Linked DNA regions of Zea mays: all the other regions are linked to region 3. Evidence: chromatin contacts called from public Hi-C data. All regions are on one chromosome and are shown on one strand. Each heading gives the region's core, a stretch centred on a gene start, on an enhancer-like site or on the middle of the called end of the contact. The rest is flanking DNA. Distances are from core to core; before and after follow the strand shown. Region 1 holds the start of LOC100382134. Region 2 holds the start of LOC103654012 (aspartyl protease family protein At5g10770). Region 3 holds the start of LOC100285148 (uclacyanin-2). Region 4 holds the start of LOC100384163 (DUF506 family protein).

Region 1 (4,309 bases), core at 251-2,750, 250 kb after region 3:
TTTTTTATTTTTTTCGATCCAAATCACCTGTTATCAGAATATTGTATCGAAATCAGTGTGGTGTTTTATCGACTCTTTTCTTTAGTTACCGAAATTAGTCCAAATTTACTGAATCTAGGTCTCATAATTGTCCAAAATTAATAATAAAGCCCGGTATGTATGAAAACGGTTTCATATTTTTTGGAATTTAGGAAACCATTTTTTTTATTCGAATTCACCGGTAAGGGTAATTTACGGAAACAGAATCGGTTATCGGAATTTTGTATCGTAATCAGTGTGGCTTTTACCGATCGTTTCCTTCGGATATCGAAATTAGTCGGAAATTACCTAATTTAGGTCTCAGAATTAATAACAAAGTCTGGTATGTACGAAAATAGTTTCTAGATTTATTTGGAATTCTAGAAATTGTTTTCAGTTTTTCGACCGGATTCGCTGGTAAGGGTAATTTTTGAAAACGAAATCGGTTATCGGAATATTGTGAACTTGTGACCTTCGTAAACTTGTCAACTTGTGAAATGTGAGTATTTGAACTTGCGATCTTTGTGAACTTGTTGTGTTGTGATTTGTGAACTTGTGATCTTTGTATACTTGTTATATTGCGAACTTGTCAAGCATGTGAATTATGAACTTGTCAACTTATGATCTTTGTGAACTTGTAGATTGTGAACTTATTATGTTTTCAACTTGTGATAATTGTGATATTGTTATATTTTGATATCGTTATATTGAGATATTTTAATATTGTTATGTTTATCAATCATATTTAAATTTCGACAGTTACCGATGCATTTTTCGTTACGAACTTTCGTTTCTGATGTTTTCAAAATACCGATTTCGTTTCCGTATCCGGAGTTATCATTTTTTTATCTTGTTTCTGGTAAAAAAATGAAAACGAAAATGGTTTTAGCATTTGTGAGCCGTTTCCATCCCTACCCTAACTATACTAGCTAACATCTGATACAAAGATTACAAAGATAGGCGGAAACTAATCGTAGCTAGTTTGGTACTCAAGTTAAGAACAACGTACCCCTCTACATTGACGAATTGGAGCATAAGTTAGAAGAGATCGAAGACTCGAAAGACCGGCACACATAACGTACTACTGCTGCCCTTCACTTCGCTAAATCATGTCAAGTGGTATTAGGGCATATACAACCCATATAATTGCTTTGTGTATTAAAGAGTACGGAGGGATAAGTATAAAAAAATATAAGAGATGGTATCTTGGTGAAAAAATGTCTGTAGCATAATTTTCTAAGTCTATATACGGTTGCACATATACAACACACATAAATAAGTCATATTTGGAGGGGTTATAGTAAATAAGATATAAGACGTAGATACATTAGATTATATAAAATGGTTTATTAGGTATATCTACGAGAAACCGCAATATAGTATTTGTACAAAGCTAGCAATGTTGGTAGCGGTGCATCTTTGTCGTTCATGTTTCTGGTCAAACACAAGGCCAGCCTGCACCGGCCGGTCACCGCAAAATTCCAATAATCCAATCACTCATTCCTCCCTCTCCCTCCCTCTCTCAATCGCGATGCAAGCCGCGTTATTTTGGGGGTCCGTAGGCAAGAACAGGGAACGCACGGCACGCTCCACTCCAGGAAGCCACAAAAAAAAAAAGACACCCACGCTCAGGCGAATGCGATGGCATTGCGCAGCCATGGAACGGCCGATCACCAGAGCCATTGGATACCTACCACCCCTCGATGCGTCTCATCAAGGACTTGGACGGAGGACCAGGACGTCCATCGATCGCTGGCAATGCATGCCGCATGCGACACACGACGACACGAGACGGAACTTGCCAAATGCTCCCAGCACCACGCCCGAAAATCAGGTGGGTACCCTGCTAGCGCGGCCTAGCGTCCTGACGCGGGGACCGGCCGGCCCACGCCTCAGCCGAGGCTCGGCACGGCAGTCGGCGGAACTGCACTGCACACGCTCCCAGGCAGCGCCGCCGCAGCTGCAGCTCGTCGGCACAGCACTCCGTGTCCTCGTCGCTTTGGCCGTGCGCGGAAGGCACAGTGGAGCGGGCAGGCACCGGTCGTCCGGATCTGCGCTGTCCGCGCGAGCGGCGCCACGCCAGCGAGCCGACCACGATTTTATGGGAGAATTCAGACAGCGACGACCGTACCTGCATGAGCGGGCTCGTGCTCATGCGCGAGGTTTTTCTGGCTGGATGCGGCCGGACCGCCAATTCGCGAAACAAGCGGGGCAAGCGCTGTACTGCTGTCCGCCTGTCCCCGACGCGGGCTGTCTCAGTGCACTGCTCAGCACAGCAGGAGTGCAGTGAGCCTCTGAGCCAGCAAGTGAGACAGTGACCCCCATGAGAACGATGCTCGCGTGCAAGTGCACTGTACCCGGCGTAGGCGTAGCGTTGACGTTTCGGCTGGGCATTCTCAGGTTCGCCTCGCCTGTCACGGAGGGCATAGGTCAGCTCACTCATACGGCCGTACGTAGGTTTTACTGAAGAACACGCAAAAGTCGAGAGGATCGTAGGGCCAAATGTGAAGAAGCAACACTGCAACAGCGAATATAGGAACTGGTGGAAAGAAAGTCACAAGAGTGCCAATGTAGGCAGCTATCAGCTTGCCCAAGGCCCAAGGTGAAGGTTTTCCATGCATACTGGTTTGGCGGTGATTATACGGAGGCTGCATATTTTGCATGTCTGCATGACTGCATATTTTGCTTTAGCGCTGAGATAAAACCATAAACGACCCCATATGAATATGAGAGACAAAAGCTAAAATTTATCCCGGCCACCATGTTAAAGAACGAGCTGTTTGCGTTCTCGCTCACAGTGCATGTAAATAAATAGAAAGGCAAAGGCACTGTATGTACACCATCGTGGACTCGTGGTTTCGACGTGAAGTCTCAAGAAAGACACCAAACTTAAAACAGGTCGAGAAAAAATCGTCACAGCTGACAAGGGAAAAACACACACAGATCAACCCAAGCACAAACGTGCACACCATGATCTGGAAACCGTGAGATTATCCACAGCCCTCTGCAAGCTGGGAGTAATATAGTACTACGTACGAAGGAAATGATTGCAGGCGAGGGAGCAAAAACTACTCGCTCTCTCCTTCGGTTCCAAAATAGATAACGTTTTTTTATTTTTAGATACCATATTTAGCTACTTATATTGTTTTTTTATAAATAATAAATTAAATAAATCTATGTATAGTAATAAAATAAGTCGTAATAAAATAAATAATACCTATGTAAAAAAACTTGAATAAGATGAATAGCCAAACAAGATGTCTAGAATTCAAAAAATCTCACTGAACGAGAGAGCAAGAGCAAGAAGATGATTGCTTGCTGCAACTGGGGAGTAATAAGTAATGTGAGCGAGAATGCGAGATCGAATGCCTGGCCTGCCCTTGTATGCCGCGACGCCGATACGTGTAGGCCGCCGGTTACCGCCGCGGAATTTCGACGCCGCTGTTCTCCTCCTCCGTTCTTCGGTGATGGAAAGACGGAGCTGCCGGCAATGGCGGAGACGGCGAAGGAACCGTAGCTTCCGGCTTGACTTGCATCGTCGTGCCTAGCTCGGTGCCTGGGCCTTGCGACGAGGGGTGGAGGGAGAGGTGCGCACTGGGCCGTGGAGAAGGGAGGGAGAGTCGGAGAGAAGGGACGATATATGATACAGCTCAGTAGCAGTAGCCCAGTAGGGGAGCAGCAGCAAGCTATGTACTACCCAGTAATGGCAGGGAACTAGGCAACTAGCGCCTCTTTAAAAGCCTGCATCTTAGGGGCTGGCCATGTTAAGTATTTATGCATTAGATGCTAAAGAACTGAAGTCATCTCGTCATCGTACGTGTTTCCCCTGCATATATATAAAAAACTAAAAAAAACTGACACGGTGACGCATGGAAATGGTGAGTGCATAGTGCTTCTCACATGAGAAAACTGTCATCAGCCTAGGCGAAAGAAGCGTGAACGATGCAGTCACATTTTTTTTATCGTTTTGGCTCCTGATAATCTGGAATGATATGAAACGGGGATTGGATGGGATTTGAAATGCCGTCAGGGAGGGAAGGCAATCAAATCAAATTGAAACCTCATGATAACACATCCAATGTAAAGAAGGAAAATAAAAAAGCAGTATAAACAGAAACTTAGGGACAAGGCAAAAACACTTTTGAGTGTATGTTATGTACAGGCACGGTTCAGAGCAGCAACAGCATTACAAGCGATGACCAGTCCAATAAACATATGAACGAATTGACCGACAAGATACATAAAGAGGTAAAACCTTGCATGGGTGCGTGTGCCACAAATACAGAAACTA
Region 2 (4,122 bases), core at 773-3,272, 130 kb after region 3:
AACTTTCACCGCTACTATGTATCAGTGACAGTGTACGGTATATACTCACATGTATTGTCTGTACTGTCATGTACATATATCTATACGTTCGTGTACTTACGTGCGTACACGCATATACTTGCTGTACTTACAACTAGCAGTAATGTGTAATCAGAAGTCGACGGCTGTTAATCGGTGAGTAGATGGATCAGCAAGAGCTGGGTCTGAACCCGACGGAGGAGCCGTCGATTCGCACCTCGAACGAACGCTGCTGAACGTTGCCGAGGATGGCCATGCTACCGTCACTGCCGCTGGACGCGAACGCGAGGCAGCCGAACGACATGATCCCGTCGGCGCCCAGCGTCATGGTCGCGCCGCTGCTGAACGTGAGCGCCACACTCGTGAGGTTCACGGTGCCGTACCCAGCGAAGCTGTAGCACGTGTCCAGGATCCCGATCGGCGGCGCGGACGGGTACGAGGCCATGCCGCTGCGGAACGCGGACCGCAGCGCCGCGTACGCGGCCGGGGGCAGGCGGGTGATGACCGTGCCGGTGTCCACCACCGTCCCGGCGGCGAACGCCGACGCGGGCACGCTCAGCGGCTGCCCGCCGACGCTGATGCCCGTCAGCATCACAACGTAGTATGTCGGCGCGTTCGGCGACGGCAGCAGCTGCGTCGTGGAGAAGCCCGGCGCTACGCCGGACGGCCCGCCCAGCGTCAGGTACCCCGTGGTGGACGACTTCGTCGGGAGGCAGTAGGAGAAGACCCCGCCGTACGCGCCCGCCGTCTGCTGCACGAGCGACGGCTGCTCGCGGCCGAATCCGAGAAGCCCGTCGATGCCGGTGAACAGCCCGCCGCTCTGCGCGTGCCCGCAGCCGAACAAGAAGCCCTGCACCGTGGCGTTCGCCGCCAGAGTCAGCGTGTCGGAGCTGTACACGCCCGTGGTGTTCGACCCGTCGCCGTAGCTGACCACGTAGCCGCACTGCGCCGCCGAGCAGGCGGACGCGTAGATGCCCAGCCCCGCGCACGCGGACCTACCGCACGGCACGGCGGCGTAGGACGACGACTGGGCGGGGTCGAAGAGCGGGTCCTTCTGCCTGTAGCACGACGGGGCCGCGCACGGCTTGCACTGCACCCACGACAGGTCGCTGCCGGTGTCCACCTCCAGCGTCTGCGCCATGCCCGGCGTGCCGAGGCTCGCCGTCACCACGTAGTTGGACGTGCCGATGTCGTACCCCCAGTTCGCCGGCACCGTCGCCGCCGCCGCCTTATAGTCCCACAGCTGAGGCGCGCCGCGCCCCGACACCCTCCTCAGTATGTGCTCCGCCCGGCGCTGGTCCGCGCGCAGCGTGTCAGCGACCGACGGGGCCGCCAGGGAGGACGCCCGCAAGGGGGCGCACGGCCCGTGCCGGTGCGTCAGCCGCAGCACGGTGAACGTGTCGTTCTGCTGCGGCGCAACTGAAACATCGCCGAATTCCAGCCAGCGAATCAACGCCTATCGAAACCGAAGCTCCCAAGTCCCAACAAACACACACACACACAGCGGAAAGAGAAACTGAAACAATTGATCAGGCTGGCTGGCAATACCTGGGTCGGAGGCGCTGCACGTTGAGGACGGCGCGAAGCTGGCGGCGGAGACGGTGACGTAGGCCGGCGCTACCGCGGCGCCATGGCAGCAGAGCAAGAAACCGAGTGCTCCGGCGCAGAGGAGTGACAAGAGGAGCGCGTGCCGCACCACGGGGGAGCCCATGGCGCCTTGGTTCGGCTCGGATGGGGACAAAAGACGGTGCCTAAATAAGGAGGACAAATCGGCCCGCCGTCCTCGGCGGAGCGAGTGCGACGCGCGACATGACCAAGTGCGCCGGAGGGCGAGCCCATCATCTAAAACCTGTGGAATTCTTGGTCCTTTGGCGCGGTTCGCGGTAGGCGGACTGGCAGAGTCGCTGCTGCCCGTGTTGTCTATACTGATTCTTTTCTCCCATCGGTGTCGCGCCCACGGCCACCGGCGCGGCCAGCTCTTGGGCACGATAGCACGAATGCACGATGCGATGCGAACCAACAAATGGTCTTTTTCGGTAGGTCCTCCAGCACCGGACATCTTGCATGATCGATCCCAAGCCAAGTCCATACAACTGACCGAGACCAATCGAATTGACCTATGATCCAACATAACACCAGTCAATTTTGGACGTACTCGATCAGGTCACTTTGATTGAACTTCCATCGTCTGTTGTATGTACTTGGGCCTTGCAAATTTCAGCAAACTTGTCTTCTGGGTACGAGTGTGATGAAGGAGCTTATTGTATATGAGACATGGAATTATGTTATCTGGTTAGGGCGGAGAAGATCAAGGAACATGACTTAGCTACGATAGATCGGGTGGGTTGCTAGTGTGAAGGGCAAGTTAGAGGATTAGATGCGATGGATCGTGTGGTGATGAACCTAGAGAAAGGACTTGGCACCGATAGACCAAGTGCAATGGTGAAGAGGAAGTGAAGTTATAATCAATGGATAATAAGGTCATGTGATGACATGAAGTGGATCATATTATTAAAGGGATATCAACCAAGTGTTGATTTGTGTTGATGATCAAGTGGCCTGATGAAGAACGATGGAGTAACTTTATGCTATGTTCAATGATCAAATGTAGCATGGTTGGCTACACTATGCATGATCAGCGTTCATCATTTGATGAAGGATGATGGAGAAACTTCGTGCTATGATCCAAGGTAGCACGATTGGCTATACTATGGATGATCGTTGTTCATCATTTGATGAAGGATGATGGAGAAACTTCATGTTATGTGCAAAGATCAAAGGTAACATGGTTGAATACACCAATGGGTGATCATTGTTCATCATTTGATGATAGAGGTTGTGCATGTGTAGCGTCATCGTTTGAAGAGATGGAATGGAATGTGCATGTCAAAGGTACGAATTGCAGGGCATTTAATTTCACTGATCAAAAAAGTTGTGTAGAGAAGTGTATGGCCGGATTTAGGATAGATGGTCGTACTATTGAGGCGGGTAAACTTGTTTGGATATCTATCATCTAGAGCCGCTGAGTGATCTAATTTTGTATATGTTGCTAGGTTCAAGTGGCGATTGAAAGTTGTGAGAAAAACTTTTGGAAAATGGTTTGAAATGCTAACTAAGGCTTAAAGGTGTTGATCATCCTGTGGGAGATCATGTGTTGGCATGCTTTGGAAAAGTCTTTTGGGTATGCTCCTAACTTAGGGTTGGATCTTGCAGTTGGAATTCTAAGTTGACCTATTGTGTTTCATATCTCTTATTTAAGTGGGTTGTGTATCTCTTTTAGTAATCTATCCAAAGTCCAAGATCATCGAAATCGAAGTTTGGGTGAAGAAGTTGTGGATGTTTTATTCGACTGGTAAGTCTTGCTCGAAAATTCTGAACAATCTCCCAAATTTCTAAACTTTGCTTTCATGTGAGTGCCTTCCCCAGACCAAAAATTATGCCCCTTATAACTTTTGAGGTGGGGTGGCCAGGAATTCTAAGGTGGGAGTGCATGCGCATGTTGACCATATTGACCTACCGTTAACATTAGTTTGAGTTGCTCCAGAATACCTGAGGATAGTGTGCCAGAAATTCCAAGGTGGAGGTTGAAAACCCCCCAACAACTAGTTTTTTTGCTCTCTATATAAATAGAGAGGGTGGCCAAACTGGTTCAAAAGAGAGCACCTCGAGCATGTGTTTCCCAAGTGTTGAGCTTAGTGTTGGGCCTCTACTCACATATGGTTGCTAGAGAACACATCCAAGTGTGTGAGAATGATTCCTAATGCATTGCATAGAGAGATTACATCGAGTAGCACTATGTGATCAAGTTGTAAGCCAATGGTACTTGTTACATCTAACAATCTAGCATATCAGTTTACTAAGAGCATGTCATGTAACATGGTGGATTTTGCATCGAGTGAGATGGGCTTGGGACCCACATAAATTCTATTATAGTCGTAACTTGTCCTATGTGATCAGAGGTCCCATGCAGTAGGATGGTTAAAAAAGATATTATTAGACTGAGAGGAAGGACCCTTAACAAAGGTCCATTTTAGATGCACGCTTGTACTTTTCTGTAAGACGGGATGGTTTTTACCTTAATATGTTACAAATGTCTTATTAGAG
Region 3 (4,068 bases), core at 212-2,711:
AATTGCCCATTTAAGGTTAAGTTCCAGTAGAAGACATCGTGTTCGTGAGACAACACAAGACCATCCATATGTGAAGGCAATCAAAATTTGTGGTAGTACCCTATGACAGGCACAAATATAAATACATTGCCCACACTTGTCCAGTACATGCGCACAACCATGGTAACTTTTTCTCTTTTTTTGTTGAAATTTTCAATATTTAATTGTGTTGTGAGACAATAACTCACAACCAAGGTCTGTAAACTACAGAAGACAACGCCACAATCTATGGGCATATTGGAACTTTTTTCAAAGGCATATAACGGGTACAGAGACAAATTTTCGAAATGTCTAGATCATCAGGCACTGTCTCAGCATCTGCTTTAACTCCTGTAAGATATACAAGGTTTTCTTTACTACCTTGAAATGCTTAGATATAAGGCTTGGTCGCTTTTTCAATGACCCAGGAATAACTAGGCAAGGATGACGCTTTTGGGCTGGTTGGACTGGTTCGCGTGTGACGCCGTTAATTACTGCCTAGGCGGCGGCTTAAAAACTGCCAATTACTAAAAATGAGACTATGTGTGGTTTTGTAATCTAATGGCGCATTCTCGTTTCTCTAGCAAATCTGCACTTTGTGATCAGTTTACACTTAACAACCTTTGCACAGGCAGTTCAAATATAATGATTTTAGGAAAAGGGCATCGGTTCAATCATTAGTCCTGGCTACCTAGTTTACCAAATTATGAGATCTTCAAACACATTTAGTAGATGCTCCATAATTCGAAATATTATGATCGGCCAGCTGCTTCAGATAAACTATTGCTCACTTGAGAATCATACAAACTACTGATACCGATTGACATACAACGTTTCATTGAGCTCAGAACATCCTACTAACAAGAGAACGGGAGTTTCACCTGCTGCGTGAGGCTGTGAATCTCGTTGGGCCGCATAAGGCGGCCCGTGAAGTCGAGGCCAAGACCACCTTCTGGCCCACGCGCTCGCCGCTCGCCTGAGCCGGTCAGCTCGCTTCCCACCCGCTCGCGCCACGTCTTCCTCCACGCCGGCAGCATCTAGCTTTTTTTTTACAATTTAAATATATTTGGCCTAAAAGAAAGCTGAGCCCAACCATGCAATGCGTGCGGTTTTGCTTCGCACCATCGACTGGTTTGTGAGTCCGGCGGTAACAAAATCAAGGCTGAGACCTGAACTGGCACTGACACTGGCACGCACCAACCTCTCCGCCGCGCCTCTTACCGCGGCAGTCACGGACCGTCCAAATGGGCACCGGGAAGCTCTAATCAACGGCTCTGCCTCTTCTCCACGACTCCAACTACCCCAAGCATTTCGCACGTACGCGGTCCACCACTCCACGTATCCACCATCTCGCTCTCTCTCTCGCGCGCGCGCCGGCGCCGCTCCCTTCCGATCCGCCTATCTAGGTCTATATAAACACCCCGCCCCACGCACTGGTCAGTGCTCACACACGCGCCGAACACACCAGTTCTCTAGAGCAGCACCGTTCGTCCATTCGCCCACGCACGCCGCGTGATCCGATCGCGCGCGTAGGGCTCCATCGATCCGCTACCGCTACAATGGCAATGTCGTACACCACCCTCCACTACTTCGCCGTCTCCTGCGCCCTCCTCGTGGCATCGGTGTCGTCGCTGCCGCCGCCGGCGGTGTTCCAAGTCGGCGACGAGCGCGGGTGGACGGTGCCGGCGAACGGCACCGAGACGTACAACCACTGGGCCAAGAGGAACCGGTTCCAGGTCGGCGACGTCCTGGGTATGTGACAGTGATACGCGCACACTTAATTAATTACTCTTGTCGTACCGTGCCTGTAACTAACCTCTGTCGGAATGCGCGCGTGTTTGATCGACACGGCGCGTCGTCGACGCCGACGCCGCGCGCGTACGTGGTCGTGGTGCATGCATGCAGACTTCAAGTACGGCGCCAACGACTCGGTGCTGCTGGTGGCGCACGACGACTACAAGCAGTGCAGCACGGAGACGCCGCTGGGCCGGTTCACCGGCGGCGACACCAAGTTCGCGCTGGACCGCTACGGCCCCGTCTACTTCGTCAGCGGCGTCGCAGGCCACTGCGAGGCGGGACAGCGGATGATCGTGCGGGTCATCAGGCCCGGCGCCTCCGCACCGCGCGGCGCCCCTGTGGCGGCGCCGGCGACGCCGCCAACCGCGAGTGGCAGTGGCAGATCAGGCGCGCCCAGCCCGGCCACCTCGCCGGCCGGCTCCGGCTCCGGTTCCAGTTCCACTTCTCCGAGCCCGAGCCCGAGCCCGAGCCCGCTGCCGCAGGCCAGCGGTGCGTCTAGGCGCGTGCTCGTGTCGTCCGTTGCAGTTGGGCTTGTGCTCTTGGTTGCCTGTGCCATCACCCTGTCGTCCGTGGTGGCTTGATTAAACTTAGAAGTCTGTTTTCTGCATTCATGTACTTAGTGCGCCGTCAGTTTAGGAAGTAATGTTAGCTTGTCGAGATCTAGGAGGTATACGCGTGTCGGTTAGGAATGGTTGGGCCACTGGGCCGAGTCCGCATGCTCTTTATGTTAAAGACTTGGTAATTTCAAATAAATGGAGTTCTTGCCATGCTCTAAGGCTAATTGGGATTTTAATCTCGTTTTCTTATTACATTTTTGATTTTTTATTCGAACTTGAAGCCACCATTTACCCTCTGCTCTACTATTATTAGATTAATGCCGAATGGATGAATTTAAAAAAGGAAGAATCGAAAACAATTTGGTTAAAAAGTTTAATTATTCAGTCAATGTTCACTAATCAATTGTGTGTTCGGATCTGAGCGTTCGTCAGATACAGATACAGCATATAAATGTAGTTTATATATATATCTATATTCATTATCATAAATGTGAACAGAAAAAATGGACTACAAGAGAACTATATTTTGAGACGGAGTGAGTAATATATAAGGAACATTAGCTCGCCCAAAAGGCTGTATACACCATAATTAATCATCGCACCAAGCGCAATACAATAATATATCATTAATCTTTTATAGTCATCAATCAGGTGACATTAAGATTATCTTTTAGCTTTTAGTAGTTTGCACACTTGCATGCATGACGTTATTGCATGCTATCGCAAAGATAATTAAAATCGAAGTAGTATGTATATGTTTTGCACTTCTTCCATTTACGTTGCACTCGCAACCCAAACGAGCACAGTACGTACTCCCGGCCGGTATTGTCAATGTCCTTGCGCCGATCACGATCGATCAGCACGCCCCAGCCCTGAACCCCACGACGCCCCGGCCAACGTCGTACAGCACCTCGAACGTCCGCTGCTGCACGTTGCCGATGATGCCCAAGGAGCTGTCGTCGCTGTTGCCCGCGAAGGCGAGGCAGTTGCTGAGGATGATGCCGCTGGCGTCGAGGCTGACAACGGCGCCCCCGGAGAAGACTAGCGCGACGGACGGTATGCTGACGCTGGACTGGCCGCTGAAGTCAAAGCAGGTGTCGAGGATGCCGCTCGGCTGCGCCGGCGGGTACTGCTTCATCCCGGCCTTGAACGCCGACGACAGCGCCGAGTAGGCGGTCGGCGGCAGCCGCGTGATGACCGTGCCCGAGTCCATGACCGTCCCAGCGGAGAAGACCGAGGCGGGTATGCTGAGCTGCCTCCCGCCCACCCTGATGGCCTGGAGGCGCACGCCGTAGAACGTGGGGACCTGGCTGCTCCTGAGCATCGGCGTCTTGACGAAGCCCGAGGTTCCGCTACCGCCAGCAGCGCCGAGCGTGAGGAACCCGGAGGAGCTCGGTGTCGGCGGGAGGCAGTACGAGAAGGCCCTGCCGAGCGTCCCCGCCGTCTGTGACACCAGCGACTGCGCGCCGCCGCCGAGCCCCATGAGCCCGTCGGTCTGGTCGTTGAAGCCCGACTCCACGTTGCTGCACCCGAACTGGAAGCTCCTGACGGCGCTGGAGCCCAGGGCGAGCGTGTCGGAGCTGTAGGTCCCCGTGGTGCTGGAGCCGTCGCCGTACGTGACAATGTACTGGCACTGGGAGCTGGAGGAGCAGCCGTTGCCTTCCTGGCCGAGCTGCGCGCAGTCGGCGGAGCCGCA
Region 4 (4,394 bases), core at 377-2,876, 200 kb after region 3:
ACGAGTACTCGGTGAAATAGAAAGAGAGAGACTTGACAGTTGTATGACTTATTGTGCTAATTTATTGTTGAGCTGACTTGGTTTTATGTTTATTAATTAGAATGGTAACTAAGAAAAAGATAACATGATACTGTAATTGAAATAACATAATAGAAAATAGTATCATTAGTTTTTTTTATCACAGCATCTGTTACAATTTAATAGGATGACATAAAGATGTCTTACCATATCCCATATACATGTTGGTACTACCTACGAATTCAATCATGGAACCAAAATGTACAGCCATATACAGTAAGTTCAATATGATTTTTTAACCCTCACGCCAAAATATGAGTCATACGAATTCTACATAATTCATGGCCCAAGAGAATACTGCTACCGAAAACAAAGAGGCCTCTGAAAGCCTGAACAATCCTCCCTCCCGCGATCCTTCCTGCCACGTCACAACTCAGAATCCTCTGAACAAGGGCCTCACTCTCACCAGTGCCTCCCGCCCCATGACCCCCTGCCGGCGTCCCATCTCCATTCCGCAATTCTTCCCCACGCCAGGCCGCCGGGCACGCGCTGCTGCCCTCGGTCCTCCTTCAGCGCGTGGCCCCGTCGCCGCCGCCACCGGTGCCGCGGCTTCCGTTCTCTCGAACCGCGCGGACCATTTGGCCTGCACGTACGACGCGCGCCTCCACGGCGGCACGTGCATGCCCGCGCCGCGGATGGACTCCGCCGCTGCGGCGCACATTGCCGCGGCGAGTTCCTTCAGAGCTGGTGGACTCGACACGAGCACTGGCGGCAGGGAGGAGAGGAGGTCCTGGTACTCGGCGCTCGGCCTCGCGACCTCGAATTCGGCTGCCACGTTTACCTCCACGATGTAGCGAGCTGACGGCAGCGGCGGCGGCGAGCCCACTGTCACGTCCACGTACTCGTACGTGCCCGGCGCGGCGATGCTGCTGGTTCTTCCCCACGACGATCTGCAGAGACCTGCTTGAATGAATGCCCGAGCCGAGCACAAAAAGGAATGTTAATGTCCCGTGTTGTATATATGATATTGAAAAATGAGAACTGCAGAGCAGTAGAGCATTATTACGGGCGTCGTAACCCCTCGCACGGAGCCGCTCCACAAGGTGCTTCCTAATCCCGCCGCCGCCGCCAACGGCGGCTGGCCCGGCGTCTCGGACAATGCGCTCCGCCTCGGCGCGGATCCGTACGGCTGCCGCGTCGGCCGCCGCATCCGCCAGCGTCAATCGCAAAGCTTCCTTCCACTCCGTAGCCCGGGACGCCACGGCATCCTTGGCGACGGCGCCGCCGTCCGTGCCGTGCTCGCCGTATCCGTTGTAGAACTCGTCGACCGAATCCATCAGATCGTCGTCGGCGTCCGCAGCGCCGCCGGACGGCGCCGGCGATGGCGCGACGGTGTCGCTGATGAACGGGCCCCGTAGCCGCGCCCTCGCCGCCTCGTCGAGCGCCGCTGTTGCCTTCTTGTACGCACCCGGGAAGAACTCCATTGTCACCACGCCGATTGCTGCGCTGATCAAGGCCTCGGTTGGTGGAACGTGAAGCACCAATTGTATGGGTGTGTGGGTGGTTGTTTGTGCCGGCTGTTGCAAACTCGGCCTGCCCTACTTGGCGATTGGCGTGTAGTTCCACGACGGTTGTGCTGTTATGTATGTTTCGGTGGGCGTGCGGACTGGGCGGAGATAGAGCCTGACTGTAAACGTGTCCAGGTTCATCGTATACAGCTTCCATATGTCCAGGTGCGATGAATTGGACGCATCATGTAAAATCCGTGTTGTGTATGAGCGCTCGTCACCGTACTCCAGTTGTATGATGAAGAAGTCACACTGCTCACTGGTCACTTCACGTACACTGTCACTATCACTGTCATAGTAGTGTCATGATTCATGAACAAAGGGTTGCTTTGTTTCCCCCCAAGGAAATTTGCAATGAACGTTCAATCAAACACAATGCGTCCAGGTACATCGCTCATGATTGTAAGGTACTAGTACATTGCTCCGCAGAAATTCTAGAGCAGTCTCCATATTATAGGGGTGTTTGAATGCACTAGCTAATAGTTAGTGGCTAAAATTAGTTAAAGACATCCAAACACCCTAGCAATTATTAGCTATTTTTAGTAAATTAGTTAATATTTAGTTAGTTATTTGTTAGCTAGCTAATTCCACTAGCATTTTTTAGTCAACTAATTATTAGCTCTAATACATTCAAACACTCCCTATATCGAGAATATAAAAGAGTAAAATGTGCCCGACTAAGACCCTGTTCGAAAGCAACCCACTAAGGCCCTATTCCGAAGCAACCTAATTTTTAAGTATCTTTTAGGTAGAAGAGACCAATTTTTAAGAAACTGAAAATATAATTTCTATAATCTAAGTCATAAACTGATTTGTTTGAAACCATCTCAATTTCTATAAACCAAATTGTTAAAAACTGGGCCTAAAGGTCTTGAATTTTTTATTGTTTCTCAGTTGAGTTCTCGAAGGTTTAGGGTTGCAGGTCCAAATCTTCAAAAATACTAAGTGATGTGGCAGTCCTCACAATGGAGGAACAAATATCAACAGGTGTTGCTACGTTCTTCACCACCACACCTTCGGAGCATGCCCAGCCCACGGAATGCGCCACAAGCAGTACAGCAACCGCGCCGAGTCCTGGACATGTCAACGGTACGTCGCAGTGCACGCCTCGCCAAAAATCGACCCAAGACACATGTTGAAATTGCGTTGCAGGAGTCTGTTGCCATGCTCGATGGACCTCTGCCGGCGCAGCCGCCCAGGTGGTTGCTGCGGCTGCGCTAGCTCGGCAAGACGGCAATGGAGATAAATGATGTTCTCATCAAAATGGCGGGAGAACTAATCGCCGACCTCCAGGACGCGTTGGTGCCTACGGAAACCTGAACTCGCCCCACCTGATGGCCATGAACCAAACAATCGTCCCATCCCATCCCATCATTTCAACCAAACACACCATTAGATTGGACATAGGAAGTGTAAATTGAAACGGATGAAGTAGCTGCAAACATTACAAACTGACAGAAGGATTGGAAACTTAAAGCTAGTGGCGTGCGTTAGCAGGCTGATGGTGATATATTGCATGGTAGTAGATTGTATCACATTGGAACATGGTCCGAAGGGATGGCGAAGGCACGTATCATTATTATGACTTGATAATCCAGTCCTAACTCAGCTAAACCCTATCTAGTTACAGCATTCCAGATGAGCACGGAACAAATAAAGGGGGAAATGGAATTCAATAGTCAGGAACTCAAGATTATCAATCTACATAAAGTACAACATCACGATTATATTTCCTGTGTTCTGGGATTCTCTAAACTACACCAGGAGGCAATGGATACCTGCAGAGTTTAGTAAACCTCATGTCAGCAGGAACACCAATATTATTTTTATTTTTTTTGTAAAAATGTGGTGTACCAGTAAATTACGAATGGAGTAAGCCTGGTGAGCATGTTTCCAAGGGGCACAGAACAAACCTCCTGGAAAAATGGTTGGCAATGGCTAAATGTATAATGCTGTCCAAGAGAATGTAGAGAACACAGTCAATCACTGACGTTGGTAAAATAATGGTAGATTCAGAACAGTTCCATCTGTGGAAAGATTTAAGGTAAGGTAAGATACAAATGTTCAATCCAAAAGGCCATACAAGGTTTCAGTTTCCAGAGTTGGGGGAAAAGCATGTGCTGCAATAAAATACAGGCCTTAAAGGTCACTTAAGCATACTTATTACCATGAGTTCAAATAAGCTAATGTGATTGACATATCTATAATAAGTAAAGAATAACTACAAACATCAGTTTCAAATAATGTACTTTAAAAGAATCACTATCAGCATAAATCAAAATAGGCAAGATTTTCAGACATAAGACTTCTAATAACTAGTTTGATTACAAACACACCTGGAAAATGAAAATTGGATGCAACCTGCTACTAAATTAGTTTTCTTCTTTTGCTTCTGTGTCACAACCCACTGCTTTATCTTCATGAACACATAAAGTTTTGTCCTCAGGGCACATGATGCCATTTGAAGTTACTTTTTGGGTAATATCTGAGGTTATGTTGCAGCCCGGTTTTTCTTTATATAGTTCTCTGTTGGGAGATTTCTTTACTGCATTTTCAGTTGACTCATTTGGATGCTGTGTTTGATCTGTTGGTATTCCAGTATTAGCAGTGACACACGCATCAGCAATTGAAGAGGATTGTCCAGGGGGGTTTTCTTCAACAAGACTGCTTGTTTGATCTATGGGTGGTCCATTGTTGGTGCCCATTTCCATATCTTGAATATCTTGGATTGCATGTGGATGTGGATCAGACACTGCATCAATCTGGGTCTTCTCTTCAATAGTAGCAATGTTGTGTTGCTGTACTGGT

What was found. A called contact is a pair of places that touch in the nucleus more often than the background predicts.
Region 1: a Hi-C map of tassel shows a contact between it and region 3, with 2.6 times the contacts expected there. The contact joins the promoter of LOC100382134 here to the promoter of LOC100285148 in region 3. A contact is called at or near these places in 3 of 25 Hi-C or Micro-C datasets (ear, leaf and tassel).
Region 2: a Hi-C map of leaf shows a contact between it and region 3, with 6 times the contacts expected there. The contact joins the promoter of LOC103654012 here to the promoter of LOC100285148 in region 3. A contact is called at or near these places in 3 of 25 Hi-C or Micro-C datasets (leaf and tassel).
Region 4: a contact with region 3 is called in a Hi-C map of root tip, with 6 times the contacts expected there. The contact joins the promoter of LOC100384163 here to the promoter of LOC100285148 in region 3. A contact is called at or near these places in 8 of 25 Hi-C or Micro-C datasets (bundle sheath, ear, leaf and 3 more) and 2 of 3 datasets of contacts at active chromatin or transcription factors (leaf and seedling).

The regions. Positions count from the first base shown.
Region 1 is chr4:168,927,433-168,931,741 of Zm-B73-REFERENCE-NAM-5.0, reverse strand. It overlaps LOC100382134, which reads left to right and starts at 1,500. Exons shown (of 1, transcript NM_001174895.1): 1 at 1,500-3,704. The coding sequence starts at 1,550. The coding sequence ends at 2,308. LOC100281499 (fimbrin 1) reads right to left here. Exons shown (of 15, transcript NM_001154417.2): 15 at 4,112-4,309.
Region 2 is chr4:169,042,040-169,046,161 of Zm-B73-REFERENCE-NAM-5.0, reverse strand. It overlaps LOC103654012 (aspartyl protease family protein At5g10770), which reads right to left and starts at 2,022. Exons shown (of 2, transcript XM_008680838.4): 1 at 1,567-2,022; 2 at 1-1,437. The coding sequence starts at 1,729. The coding sequence ends at 188.
Region 3 is chr4:169,173,669-169,177,736 of Zm-B73-REFERENCE-NAM-5.0, reverse strand. LOC100285148 (uclacyanin-2) reads left to right here and starts at 1,461. Exons shown (of 2, transcript NM_001279696.3): 1 at 1,461-1,770; 2 at 1,924-2,582. The coding sequence starts at 1,578. The coding sequence ends at 2,396. It overlaps LOC100283965 (aspartic proteinase nepenthesin-2), which reads right to left. Exons shown (of 2, transcript NM_001156863.2): 2 at 2,826-4,068. The coding sequence ends at 3,229.
Region 4 is chr4:168,975,044-168,979,437 of Zm-B73-REFERENCE-NAM-5.0, reverse strand. It overlaps LOC100384163 (DUF506 family protein), which reads right to left and starts at 1,626. Exons shown (of 2, transcript NM_001176741.1): 1 at 1,085-1,626; 2 at 145-978. The coding sequence starts at 1,502. The coding sequence ends at 452. It overlaps LOC100285969, which reads right to left. Exons shown (of 3, transcript NM_001348351.1): 3 at 3,955-4,394. The coding sequence ends at 3,959.